Linked DNA regions of Sus scrofa: regions 2 and 3 are each linked to region 1. A link is a contact called in public Hi-C data. All regions are on one chromosome and are shown on one strand. The core of a region is the stretch at or near the end of the contact, and the rest is flanking DNA. Distances in the headings are between cores, read along the strand shown.

Region 1 (4,284 bases), core at 1,262-3,761:
TCCATGAGGACGCAGGTTCAATCCCTGGCCTAGCTTGGTGGGTTAAGGATCTGGCATTGCTGTGGTGTAGGCCAGCAGCTACAGTTCCAACTGGACCCCTAGCCTGGGAACCTCCATATGCCTCGGGTACGGCCCTAAAAAGACAAAAAAAAAAGTATAACCTTCAGGCCTTTGAATGCCACAATTCCACCGTCCAAGGCTCCAACTCTGTTCAAGATGACTTGATGCCAGAATCCCAAAGGAAGTGCTGAACAGTTTTCTCCTCCTGGGCAACACTGTCACCCATCCACCCTGTGGATCCTCTCCACCAAACTACAGTAATACAGTTCCAGATAACGAAGAAGAAAACTTAACTCCTCATGTTCTCTCTCTCTTCATATGTACCTCTCTCTTCAAAATCTCTTATCCAGTTCAAACTCAGTCCTCTGTTTAATATGTTTCAATTTCATATTACCACCTAAGAGAAATCAGGTTCAGTGCCCTAAGGAAAAGAGCCAATAGTCCAGTAAACTCATAAACAGCTTGAAATTATTCTACATCCTAAAATAAATTAGGGTAACAGTGTAGAATTTTGATTGTACCATAGGAATGATTTTAGATTTTCCATGACAATCCTCACCTGTAACTTCAGAGATGAATTCTTGGGACCAGTCAGTCTCATTATAATCCTGAGTTACATCCACAGCATCTCCAGCTGCAAGAAACTCCTGGGCCCAGTTCTCAGACAAGGCCAAGTCCGCCACACCAGGGGCTTGAAAGAGAGAGAGAGCTAATTAAGAAAAATACACATCAGTCTATCATGCCTAAGGAACCCTGAGTGCACATCAAAACACTGTTCCTTTGGTCTCGTTCTGCACCCCAGTTCCCCAATAGCAGCAGCACCCAAATATGGAATCCCTTGTCCCTATCTGCACAGAAAATGGTGATCGCCTCAGCACTAGACTTGGACACACCTCTCTGGGGTGCCTGGCGGAAGTTTGACTGCTCAATCTCCTGCATCTCTGCCAGGAGGTCATCCATCTTGAAGGTCTGAGGGGCACGGGATACAAGTGGTGCATTCTGGTCCTGGAGGAATTCGGCCACCAACTGTCAGAAGAGAGAAAGAGGAAAAAGGAAACAAACTATAGATTTGGAAATGCTCAAAGACGACTTAAAACCAAAACAAGCAGAAGAGTTAAGGCAAATCTCACTTTATCAGGGAAGTTCACAGATGGAAATACAGGTAAACCAAGTTGAAAGTAAAAATACAACAGGCAAACAGAAAATGCAGCAGAACAGACTGGTATGTTTATTTACCTCATCTTCAGAGGCTACCCCCAAAGGCTTAGAGACCTAGAGCAAAAGAAAGGGAGACAATATGGAACCGTGGTGAAGATGACACACACACAACCCAGTTAACCCTGGGTTAACGTTGCAGCTCTTCCTCCTATGTGACCTTGGACAAGTCACAAAACTTCTCCCAGTCTCAGTTCCCTCATCTATAAAATAACTGCCTTCATCTATACAAAGACACTTAGTATAAGCTTTAGGAAATACTCATCAGTTGATAACTACAATTACTATAGAGAAAGCAGTTATCCCAAAGTGGGCATGGGGACCCTCCATCCCAAGTCATCACTCAGGGTTTCCACCAGAAGAACACTCACCGCCTCGGAGGCTGGGGCTCCGGGGGGCCAGGGGCCAGGCCTTAACCCCTCCTGCCGAAGGGCCTTGTCCTGGGTGAAGTGCCCTGCCAGCTTCATAAGCGGGTTGGCACCCCCGCATTCCGCCTCCACCAGCTCCCGCATTGCCATGGTGACCGCCCAATCTCTGAAGGACAGAAATTTGGAACTGAGGTCCCAGAGCCAGACCCTTCCACAATCCACAACTCAGCCCGGATCTGGGGGAGGTGGGCAGATGTCCGTCCTAGGTTGCTGACTGCCGGCCACTCTCCACCCCTCTAACTTTTGCTGTGGCCCCCACCTCTGCCAGGAGTCAGGAGGCTGGTACCCTCCTGCCGCCCCCCTCAAAAGCCACCGCTCTCCGCCTGGGCCTCTCCAGTGACCTCCACAACTGCAGTCTCAGGCGGCGGGACAGGCGCCTGAGACCCCCAAGGAAGGAGCCTGGACCCCAAGGAACCCAGGGACAATTCTGCACCTGGGCTGTAGGGGAGAATTAGTCGGGAAAGGGAGAGGGGACTAGCTGCGGGACCGTAAGCCCAATTCCCCCCAACCTCAGTTTCCCGCGAGCACCGCTGTGGGCCATTCCCTCCCACTAAGTCACCTGAGGCCCTCCCCGCCGCTCGGCTGGTCCCGGCCCACTCCTCCCGCGCTCCGAGTACCCCGTCTCCGCGGCCCGGGTCGTAGCTCAAGCTCCACCTCCGCGACCCGCGAGGGCACCGCAAGGGCGGGGGAAGACCAGGAAGGTGTCCGCGCGTTCCCTCGGGGCCCAGCGCTCACCACCTCGCGCAGAGCCGCAGGACCAGCCGAGGTACCAGGTGCGGGCTGGAGGGGGAGGGGAGAGAAGGGGGCGGGGGGCTAGGGGCGGGGCTCAGGCTTAAAGTGGCAGTGACCGCCGCGCGGCAGTCGCGGCCCAGGCGGAAGCTGTTTGGAGGGGCGGGGCCTTAGGTCTGCTACGCCCGCGTAATGGGAGAAGCCGTAGCCCTTAAAGGGGAAGAGCCGCTTAAAGGGGAAATCTTGGCGCGGCGACTTTGGGAGCGCTCCGAAGGATGGTGGACTCTAGGACTTGTTTGATGGAAAGCTCAGAGAAGAAGGGAGCTAAGAAGGGCCTTCATAGCTTTGGGAGAAAGCCGTGCAAGTGGATTCTGGGCTCAGATCATTCCACCTTTTCCCTGGGGGGGCGCATTGAGACCCAAGGGGATTCCTTCCCTTTCTGGGCCGCGAATTGGGCCCTGACATGGGAGTGTGGGGGTCAAATCCGGGGCCTTCTCCAGCCTTCTAGCCCTGCCTCACTCCAAATTGCCCCTAGCAGGACAGCGTCACTGTCTCCGTGGTGACAGAGGTCTGCCCCCAATCCCTCTGCCACATCTGCGTATTGGGGAAAATAGCGCTAGTTGATGACAAATTCCGTTGACTAAAATAGGGTCCAACGCATCCTGAGACCTCAAGCTGCTAACCTACAGAGAAAATGCACAGTGAGTCACTCCTCTCCCCCGCTTCTTCCCTCACCACTGATCAAGGTCACCATGGTGGCCTTATTGTCACTGCTCCAGAATAGGAAAGCATAAATATGATGCAAGAAATGATTTCTAATCATGGAAGAAGCTTCAGGCCCCACCATCTGCCACAGAATTGGCTCTAGTGTCACACCTCGAGGACACTGGGAAAGAAACCCTGAAATCTCGTCTGCCTTCAAGTCCAAGGGTGTCCTGACGTCAAGAAGAAGAGCAGGAGGTGTTCAGGACTGCTGTTTGAGCAGCAAGAACGGGTTTGTGCCAAAAGGACAAAAGTAACATCCCAGTCTAGGGTGAAGGAGAAGAGGCAGGTAGTCAGCAGGTGGCGCCCTGGGCCAGGCTTGTTTCCTGGCTGGCTGCAGATTTCAAAGGTGGAGACTCCAGAGGAGCATGGCTGTATAAACTCACCCCTCGGATGGTAGAGAAGCTGCCGTGATACCTCAAAAAACCGAATGACAAAGTCTAAGATTGTGCAGAATTTCTCTTTTTCCTTACCTGACCCCACTACCCCTTTTCCCCTGCAGTACACAGATCCAGCCCTTGCCTGGATGACCAAACCTCTATCACTCTTACCTAGGGAAACTCTTACACATGTGTGTTTGCAGGTGCACAGGTGCAAGAATGTTCATAGCAGGAGTTCCCATTGTGGCTCAGTGGTTAAGGAATCCGACTAGGAACCATGGGGTTACAGGTTCAATCCCTGGCCTTGCTCAGTGGGTTAAGGATCTGGCGTTGCCATGAGCTGTGGTGTAGGTTGCAGACACGGCTCAGATCCTGCGTTGCTGTGGCTCTGGTGTAGGCCGGCAGCTAAAGCTCTGATTAGACTCCTAGCCTGGGAACCTCCATACAGCACGGGAGCAGCCCTAGAAAAGGCAAAAAGACAAAAAAAAAAAAAAAAAAAAAAGTAACTAGAGAAAATGAGTAATGGGGAAATATTGGTTTCAGGGTCAGGCTTTGCCATTGACTGTGAAATTTAACTCCATTGAAGAGATTCTCCAATCAGGAGGCTGATGTGGTGTAATGTTCACCTTTCATTGGCTCAGCCATTTGGCCACTTTAATAGCAGAGGAGGCTGGGAAATGTAGTTTAGCTGGATGCCCACAATGGGCTTG
Region 2 (4,330 bases), core at 1,637-4,136, 38 kb after region 1:
TCTGGGCCACAACCCTTCATGTATCCACCTCCTCTCCTCTCCCTGACTCCTGGGCTCCCTGTCTCTTCCTTCCTGGACTCTGCCCCTCCCCCTCTCCCCACCTGTTCTTCCCGATTTCCCTTTCCCTCTTCTCTCTCCCCGCCCCCACCTGACCCTCGTCCATCCCTTCTCATCCCCCTCCCACGCCTCATCCCCCTTCTCCATCCCCCTTTCCCTCCCACCTCTGCTTTGCACCCCACGCGCTCACTTCTGCCCTTTCTTGCCCATAGCCACCTACCTGAGACCCCTCTGCCTCCAACCTCTCCCTCCCTCTTGGTCCCTCTGCCAGCCTCACCCAGCTGAATGTGTCTGCTGTCTGCCAGAGAGGGCAGCTCTGGTAACCCACAGCCCAGCTGTAGGCGGGCAGCGGGTATGGACGCAGAGGCACACGCCGAAACATACGTGCTCCGAATGGCTGAGCTGCAAGGCACGGTTTCTCCGCACACCCTTAGTGCTGGCACACCCCGCCTCAAACCAAGAACCGCCCAGAGATGTTCATCGCCCCTCAGGGGCAAGTCCCACCGAGATCTGAGCTAGTTCCAGCAGGGAGGCATGGGAGGAGGGGAGATAGAGACCCCAAGATGGGAAAGGGGACCAAATGGGAGCAAGAGAAGCACATGGGTAGAGATGGACCAGAGAGGAGAAGGTGGCAGGGGGGTTCCAGGGAGAAGAGAAGAGGGCAGGTCTGAAAAAATGGGTGGGAAGGGGGATGGTCTGAAGAACCACCTGTCAGGTGCCAGAGGAGCCTTCCTGGCTCCTGCCCACCCTGACCCTCACATGGGCCTCTTGGATACCCCCTCTTTCAGGGCCCCCACCCCACCTCACTCACCTTTGTTACAGGAGCTGGAGGGGAGCAGGGAGGCCAGCACGAGGGACAACAGGAGGAGGGTCATGGTGCGGGGCGGGCAGGGCAGGGCCCCCCCCGCGATCGCTCTCCCCTGGGAGCCTCAAGCCCGCTTATCCACCTTGGGGGAGGGTTGCAGGGACTGCCCGAGGAGGGAAGGCAAGAGCGCCAGCAGTGGGGCCGAGATCGAGAGGAGCCTGACGCCCGCTCTAGTCCATAGAGCAGACCCGGGCAGACCCCAACCTTGGTGGCTGAGGTGGGGGACTTGCAGTGGCTTCTCCTTCGCTCTGGAGCCCCGCGTCCTCACTCTCTCTCTCATTCCCACCCCATCCCCGCTACTGCAGGATGACGTCAGCACCGCCGGGCCGGGACTGATGGAGCCGCCGACCAATGGGGCGACTGGGGGGGCCAGGTGCTGCAGGGGGGGAGGGAACCAATGGGACTGGGGAGCAGGGGCGGGAGGATGTGTTAGGGCTTTTTCCCCTGACTGCATTTTGGGGGAGCCAGGGAACTGCGGGGGCTGGGGAGGAAGAGGGGGTGGGGAAAAAAAGAGGGACATGGGGAGCCTCGAGAAGCCAGAAGCCCCGGGGGTGGGGAGAGGAGACGTCAACGGGGACCCGAGGGAGGCGAGGAGGGACAGTATCCACGTCACCCCACAGCCACCACCCCCAACTCTGCACTAACCTCTTTTCACAGCCCATTCCATCCCTGCTATGTGTGCCTCCTGGGAACAGTGAAGTAAACCCCACAGCCTTGAGCCCCCAGAGATGCTAGCATTTCAGCTGCCAACCCCAGGTCTCTGGGGAAGCCACCGGGTGGTCAGCAAGGTCAGAGACAGGGGGACAGAGGTCTGGGACTTGAGGAGATGTGAGATGTTTGTGCTCATCCCCCACCCACCCCCAACACACACACACACACACACAAACACACACACCTGTCAGGGCAGTTCACCTCTAGGTGGAATTTTTCCCATGGCCTACTCTCTGCCTCCCTCTCCCTGAATTTCCCACCTTAAACCATGAAGAACCAGCCCTGTGGGTTCTGAAGCTGAGGACGTCGGTAGGTTTGAGAGGCAGAGAAGAGGTGTGCGTGGCGGGGAAGGGAGTTGGTGGTGGGGCACACACCCTCCATGGCAATTACCTCTGGTACATGGGCGGTCCAGGAGCCCCAGACAGGGGCAGGTCATGGCATCAGCAGTGACTCCAGAGGGGGAGGGAAACCCCTGGGTTTGTAAAATTCTCCAGAACAGCCAAACCAACTCCTCCCTCACCTCTGCTCCAGACTTTGAACTCAGCAGCTCATCAGGCTGCGGTCAGCTCCCTCTGCAGTTTCTCTGCTTCCCTCCCAATGAAGTATGTAGGACATTCTCTCTACAGGACAGAGTCTGGAATGCCAGCACTGGGGCCCCAGCTCAGCGAAGCCGGCAGAAGGTGCTGTGGGGGCCAGCACTCTAGAATTTTCTCCACTGGGGCTCCCGGCCAGCTGGCTTGCCTCTCTCCTTCCCCTCCCCTCCTCCCCCTCACACCTTTCAGGATCCCTGACTCAGCCCCAGGATCTCAAGACGTTGTTAGGACTCAACCCTGAGTGAGTCTGGAAGAGTCCCTACTCCACACAACCAGACCAGCTTCCTCCCAGATGAGGCTGCCCCTCGGGGTTCGAGAAGGTTCCCAAGCCTGCCAGAAATGGGCTGGAAGCCAACACGGAGCTTCAGAAAGGCTCCTGTCCTGCCTGCCGCATAGCCTCAGACCCTCGTCCAGGTTCCTTCCTCCGGAAAAGCCGAGGTCAGGCACAGCCTTGCCAAGTCCCTGCCCCTCCCTCGGGGCTGCAGACGTGAGCCTCACTCACTCATCGTCGGGGGTGGAGGAGGGGGAGCTGGTGGAGGAGGGGGAGCTGGTGGAGCTCTTATTGCAACAGGGCCCCAGGTCTATAAAAACCCCGGGAGCACAGACCTTTACATGGGCTGCCTCTGTGTGTGCTGGGAGGCTGGCCTGGCGTCCCCCAGCCTCCCCTGTCAGACAACACTCCCTCCCTCCTCACTCTGGCTCCTACACCCTCCTGAAGCCTTGACCTTGGCCAGCCTGGACGATGCCTCCCAACCTCACCGGCTACTACCGCTTTGTCTCACAGAAGAACCTGGAGGACTACCTGCAAGCCCTGAGTAATGGCCTCACCCTTCCCCAAACCCTTTCTCTCCCCTTCTCTCCTCTCCCCTCCAGCCTCCCGTCCCACTGAGGTGCAGGGGAGGCAGGTTGGACAGCGTGGAAAGGCTCAGGTGCTGGAGCTGAACTTGGGGCCCTTTTCTAGACAGGGGCGTTGCTTGGAGGGAGTAAATGCACAGCCCCAGACCCAGCTGAGGGGCCGCTCCCAGCCCCAGGCTGCTGCCGTGGGTTGGGGGGCACCCCTGGCCGGCTGGCCAAGAGGACCCTTGCTAAGAGACAGCCCCCACAGACATCAACTTGGCTCTGCGCAAGATCGCGCTGCTGCTCAAGCCGGACAAGGAGATCGACCATCGGGGCAACCACATGACCGTGAAGACCCTGAGCACCTTCCGAAACTACGTGCTGGAATTCGAGGTGGGGGTGGAGTTTGAGGAGGACCTAGGCATCGTGGATGGACGAAAGTGCCAGGTAACTTGCTCAGGCTTGTGGGGAGGAGCAGGGGGGTCTCTTAACCGTCTGGGGCTGAACAAAGTAGCCTCTCCCAGCAGCGGGGGGTGGGGGGGTGAGTGGGTGATGACACAGCAGGCTGTGGGATCCCTAGGCTAACAGGCTCCTGCTGTTACTCACCCAGGCCCACTCCCTCCCTCCTCCTCTCTCCTGCCCCCTCTTAGCACCAGCCAAAAGGACAAAAAGGGCAGGCCACCCTCAGGCCAAGAGCAAACATGTGCTCACCCTCTCACCTGTGACCCTGTGGACCCACAGCATCTTTGCCCCCAGCTTCTATCCCTCCACTCCCATGCAGCTCTTTCTGCTTCTTACATGTTCCTTCGCAGACCCTAATTCCCCTCTTCATGCTGTAAACTGGAGTTTCCCCCAGTATTTTGTTCTTGACTTTCTCTTGCCTGTGTAGCATCCATGGGCTAAATCATCTACACCCATGTAGATGTGTTCGGTTACCATCTATAATCTCCCCCGGGCATGGATTCTCCAGCCAGAGGTACCACCTGTGCCCCAGGGTCAAGTTTCAACTGCCTGCAAAATGTTTCCATCTGCATGTCCCAAGGTCAAACCCAAAGGGGTTATCTTCCTACATGAATCTATTCCTGCTTTTATAGTTACTGTTTCCGTCAATCACAATGACCAGCAGGACCAAAGCATAGAAGTCACAGTCATTATCTTGTATTCTCTTACCTCTGTGCTCCCCACACACACATGCTCACACAAGCATGCACATGTGCATCCTTATAACCTTTATATGTGCAACCTTCATAACGTTTCTGTGCTATCC
Region 3 (4,880 bases), core at 474-2,973, 61 kb after region 1:
TTATATGTATGACTGATTCACTTTGCTGTATACCTGAAACCAATTAAACACTGTAAGCCAACTATATGCCAACAAAAAAAATTTTTTCAAGAAATAAATCAGTAAAAGAAAGAAGAAAAGAAAAGTGTGCTAGAGGGTTAAGAACCCAACATAATGTCCTGAGGATGCCAGTACGATCCCCAGCCTCGCTTGGCGGGTAAGGATCCAGCATTGCCACAAGCTTCAACACATGTCATAGATGGCAGCTTGGACCTGGTGTTGCTGTGGCTGTGGTGTAGCCGGGCAGTGACAGCTCTGATTCACCCCCTTGCCTGGGAACTTCCATATGTCGTAGGTGTGGCTATAAAAAGATAAGAAGTAAGAATGAAAAGTGTGTTAGCTGCCCCTCAAACTTGCCCCCTCCCCAAGGCTCCAGAGCCCAGTTCCTCAACCCCTCATTCTCCCTACTCCCCACTCCCAGCCCAGGAGCCCCTGTGCCATCTGTAATCCTCTGGGGAAACTCTTCTGCTTCTCCTGCCCAGGCTACCTACGCCCTGCCAGTGGGAGACGAGGCCCCAGTACAGGGAGGTGGTGCTGAAACTGGGAGAGGGAGCATGGCTGTCCCAGCCCCGAGTGGGGTTGCAATGACCAGCTTCATACAGGGCCTGCGAGTCGTGCAGTCTCTCTGCCCCGACCCCAACACTCACGGCAGGTGCACTATCCCGGTGGGACCATGACAGGCCCTTCCAGTCAAGGTGTTAGATTCACCTTGGGGACCCCATCCTGGCCCTGGACTGCTCCAGATTGCAGCTACAGGTGTGGTCACTGCCTCTTCACCCTCTTGGCTCCCTGCCCTCTCTCCTACCCAGCCTCCACTCAGCCCTGTAACCAACCCCTGTTCATTTAGAGTGACCAACTGTCCTGGTTCACCCAAACTTTCCCAGTTTTAAAACTGAAAGCCCAGAGTTCCCATCATGGCTCAGTGGAAACGAATCTGACTAGCATCCACGAGGACTCAGGTTCAATCCCTGGCCTTGCTCAGTGTGTTAAGGATCCGGCATTGCCATGAGAGTGGTGTAGGTCACAGAGGTGGCTCAGATCTGGCGTCGCTGTGGCTCTAGCGTAGGCCGGTGGCGCCAGCTCCAATTGGACCCCTAGACTGGGAACTTCCATATGCCAAGGGTTTGGCCCTAAAAAGACAAAAAAAAAAAAAAAGATAAAGAGTATTCTGGGGAGTTCCCGTCGTGGCGCAGTGGTTAACGAATCCGACTAGGAACCATGAGGCTGCGGGTTCGGTCCCTGCCCTTGCTCAGTGGGTTAAGGATCCGGCGTTGCCGTGAGCTGTGGTGTAGGTTGCAGATGCGGCTCGGATCCCGCGTTGCTGTGGCTCTGGCGTAGGCCGGTGGCTACAGCTCAGATTCGACCCCCTAGCCTGGGAACATCCATATGCCACGGGAGCGGCCCAAGAAATAGCTAAAAAGACAAAAAAAAAAAAAAAAAAAAAAAAAAAAAAAAAAAAAAGTATTCTGGAAGACTGGGTAAATTAGTTCACCAAAGCTAGCAAGACAGGGAGAAGGTACGCCCTGGTGGGGGAGTCCCTAACAATCTCATTAGACACCCATGGAGATGGCACAGTGATGGCACAGTGATTGCCTCTAGCAATTTCTTCAAATAAAGTAAATTAGGGTGGGTAAAAATAAATTAATTAGTCACCAGTACTGTTAGGGCTGATAGTGGTTGGATGGGTGTATGATGGAGAGGCTATAGTCACAGAGGCAAAGAACACAACACAGGACCCCTGAGCCTTATTATGATCCAGTGGCTGGTTCATCACGCCTCCTCCAGGGGCTGATCCCCCAAGCCGTGCCATAGCTCCTTTGGTTCACTGGCAGTTCCTGACTTTTACCAGCAGGTGGCAGTAGAACACTTCTGCCTCTGGGGCTCCATCTGCCGCCTCCTGCTGCTGCAATTTGCACCCAGTGGCCCAACCCGGCCTTGGAAGGGCCATCAGACTTCCCTCCCGGGGGCCAAGCCGCCCACAGTCAGCTTACCTGCTCTGACACCCAGGGAGAAGACAGGACCCCGGACCCTGCATCTCCAGATTTCCAACTCTAGGCAAGGTGGAGCCGCCCGGACCAGGAATTGCGGAGGGGTCCACGTAGGTGAATTCCACTCTCCTTCACAGAGTCTTTCTCCACCACCTCATTTCCATGAGTTCGGGTCCTGTCGCTTGGTCATGGCCATCGCTCTTGTCCCCAGAACACCAGGCCTGGAAAGGAAGGGCCGTGACAGAGACAACCACAGGCTGGGGGAAGACGGGGACCATAAGGAAATGGAAACAGAGGGGTTTCCTAGTGGGGCTGCGGGGTAAGGATCCAGCATTGTTGCTGCAGTGGCTCGGATTGCCGCCATGGCGTGGGTTCAATCCCTGACCTGGGAACAGGTGCAGCCAAAAAGAAAGAAAAGAGAAAGAAATGGAAATCGAGTCTTTGAAACAGAAAAGCTAAAAAAAAAAAAAAAAAAAAAAAATTGGCAGCTGGCATGACCCCCACAGCTCATCCTTCAAGTTAAGTCTGGGTGTCTGTGGGTGAGAGGGCTTCCAGGTCTCAGATGTACCAAGCCTCAGTTGGGGTAAAACCTATCTCCAGTATTTCAGCTACCCCTGAGCCAGACAGCAAATGGAGATTTGCTTTTTAAATCCATGCTGACAACCACTATACTTCCAGGAACTTTCTGTTCCTCCTGCTTGAGGAGACTTCCCCAGCCACAGTCCCGTTGCCTTGCTGGGGCCAAGCCTGTGCACTCGCCCTGCAGTGAAGGAAAGTGTCTCCCGACTGAAGATGAAAAACATAATATGTTTTGTATCCATTTAACTGTCTCATTTCTTTTGTACATGTTAAGCTTCTTAGACCAGCCTTTTTCTTCCCCCTCTAAATACTCGGTAATAAAAGGCCGGTGCTTGGTTTGAAAAAGCAAGCCCCACAAATGCTCTTGAAATAAATCTCCAGAAGATGACAGGGTAATCCTTCTTATCCTGGAGCTGCAGAAAATCAGCCATGATTCTGCTTCACAGAGTCAATTCTGATAAAGGGGTGACTCAAGAACATTCAATCTCATGGGTGTGAAAATAGATAATCCTGTTCTATGTTATACTTCTATCATCTTTGGAAGTGTAACTTGCACAAAGGAATCTTAAGACCGTCAGACCTCAGAGATGATTGCTATTTGATCAGCGCAATGTCATCCATCAACCGTAAAAGGCTGCAACTCTGGTTGGCCATTGATAAATTTATTACTTTGAAAACTATATATGTGTATATATATATATATATATATATATATATATTACCTTTTTGCCATTTTCTTGGCATATGGAGGTTTCCAGGCTAGGGGTCCAATCGGAGCTGTGGCCGCTGGCCTACACCACAGCCACAGCAACGCCAGATCCGAGCCATGTCTGCGACCTACACCACAGCTCACGGCAACACCGGATCCTTAACCCACTAAGCAAGGCCAGGGATCGAACCCACAACCTCATGGTTCCTAGTCGGATTCATTAGCCACTGAGCCACGACAGGAACTCCTAAAAACAATATTTAAATTAACTTCTTCAATTTCCAAAAAGCATAGGTACTTGGGAGACGATACAGAAGTATACCTTTGGGACTCTCTTCTCCCTCTTCCAAACATAAAGGTAAAATCCCATTGCTCTGTTCGATATTTTTTTTCCAACGAGTTTTCAAAGCTTAAGAGCCTGCAAGTATTTGAATTAACAGGAGAAATCATTGCCCTGTGACCTCCGAGGGGAGACAAGGAATCAGCCTGAGGGAAGGATTGGAAAAAGAAAGAAATGGAAGCAGTAGATCCCTGAGTTCAATAAACTGGAGAGGGAGTTCCCGTTGTGGCTCAGAGGGTTAAGGACCTGATGTTGTCTCTGTGAGGATACAGGTTTGATCCCTGGCCTCGCTTGCTCAGTGGGTTAAGGATCCTGCGTTGCTGCCAGCTACTGCATAGGTTGCAAGATGCAGCTCAGATCTGGCGTTGCTGTGGCTGTGGTGCAGGCCGGCAGCTGCAGCTCCAATTTGACCCCTAGCCTGAGAACTTCCATATGCTGCAGGTGGGGCCATAAAAACAAACAAACAAACTGGAGGGGATTTGGAATTGGTGACCTATAGCCCTCCTCCACCGCTCCACTGGAGGTGATCGGCGGAGAGACGAATGCTCTGACCACCATGTGTGAGGACTTCATCTCCATGGTGCCCTGTTACTTAGAAGACAAGAAAAATCCCCAAGCCCAATAGGAAGCTCCCTCCTCAAGTGAGAGGCTCCCGGGAGGACGGAGCAATCTGACGCTTAGAGGAGAGGAAGCCCTCAGAGATAAAGCTTGGATGGAGGAGGAGGATGGAAGCCAGAGCACAGAGGCCTGGAGGAAGGGAGGAAGGCGGTGGAGGAGAGCGACAGGGAAAGGAGGGGTTTCGAGAAGAGAGGAGCCTGTCCCAGGACCTGAGCCATGTGCAGGGGCCCAGAGTATAGGTCACTTCATGAAAGGGGGTGGGAGTGGGGTGACCTCCAAGCTCTCACTGGGACTAAGCGTGGAGGAGGATGCTCTAGAAGGAGAGGAACCCAGAGGAACAGGGCTTGAGAAGAAGCCTGGACATTTGGGATGACCCAGAGCAAGCCTGGAAGACGACACCTGTTGCTGTTACAGGATGACGAAATATTACAGACGTGAACCGCGTTTAGAAGTTTTGCACCTTTAGATTTTTCTCCGTTATTCGATAGCTGTGTTACAACTATCTGTGTTTCACTGCCTGGTGTGGGGGCAGGGGAAGCGTCCTACAAGAGAAGGGAGGAGGGGAGTTCCCGTCATGGTGCAGTGGTTAATGAATCCAACTAGGAAC

What was found. A called contact is a pair of places that touch in the nucleus more often than the background predicts.
Region 2: a Hi-C map of epiblast stem cells shows a contact between it and region 1, with 2.8 times the contacts expected there. A contact is called at or near these places in 1 of 5 promoter capture datasets (liver) and 5 of 47 Hi-C or Micro-C datasets (embryonic fibroblasts, epiblast stem cells, liver and 1 more).
Region 3: a contact with region 1 is called in a Hi-C map of skeletal muscle, with 5 times the contacts expected there. A contact is called at or near these places in 3 of 47 Hi-C or Micro-C datasets (embryonic fibroblasts and skeletal muscle).

Annotation. Positions count from the first base shown.
Region 1 is chr5:63,560,251-63,564,534 of Sscrofa11.1, forward strand. It overlaps PEX5 (peroxisomal biogenesis factor 5), which reads right to left and starts at 2,512. Exons shown (of 17, transcript XM_013988424.2): 1 at 2,263-2,512; 2 at 1,647-1,809; 3 at 1,297-1,332; 4 at 954-1,086; 5 at 620-751. The coding sequence starts at 1,793.
Region 2 is chr5:63,598,296-63,602,625 of Sscrofa11.1, forward strand. It overlaps RBP5 (retinol binding protein 5, cellular), which reads left to right and starts at 2,887. Exons shown (of 4, transcript NM_001145223.1): 1 at 2,887-3,041; 2 at 3,332-3,510. The coding sequence starts at 2,969. All of the region lies in intron 1 of CLSTN3 (calsyntenin-3), which reads right to left.
Region 3 is chr5:63,621,675-63,626,554 of Sscrofa11.1, forward strand. C1RL (complement C1r subcomponent-like protein) reads left to right here and starts at 1,724. Exons shown (of 7, transcript XM_021092409.1): 1 at 1,724-2,137.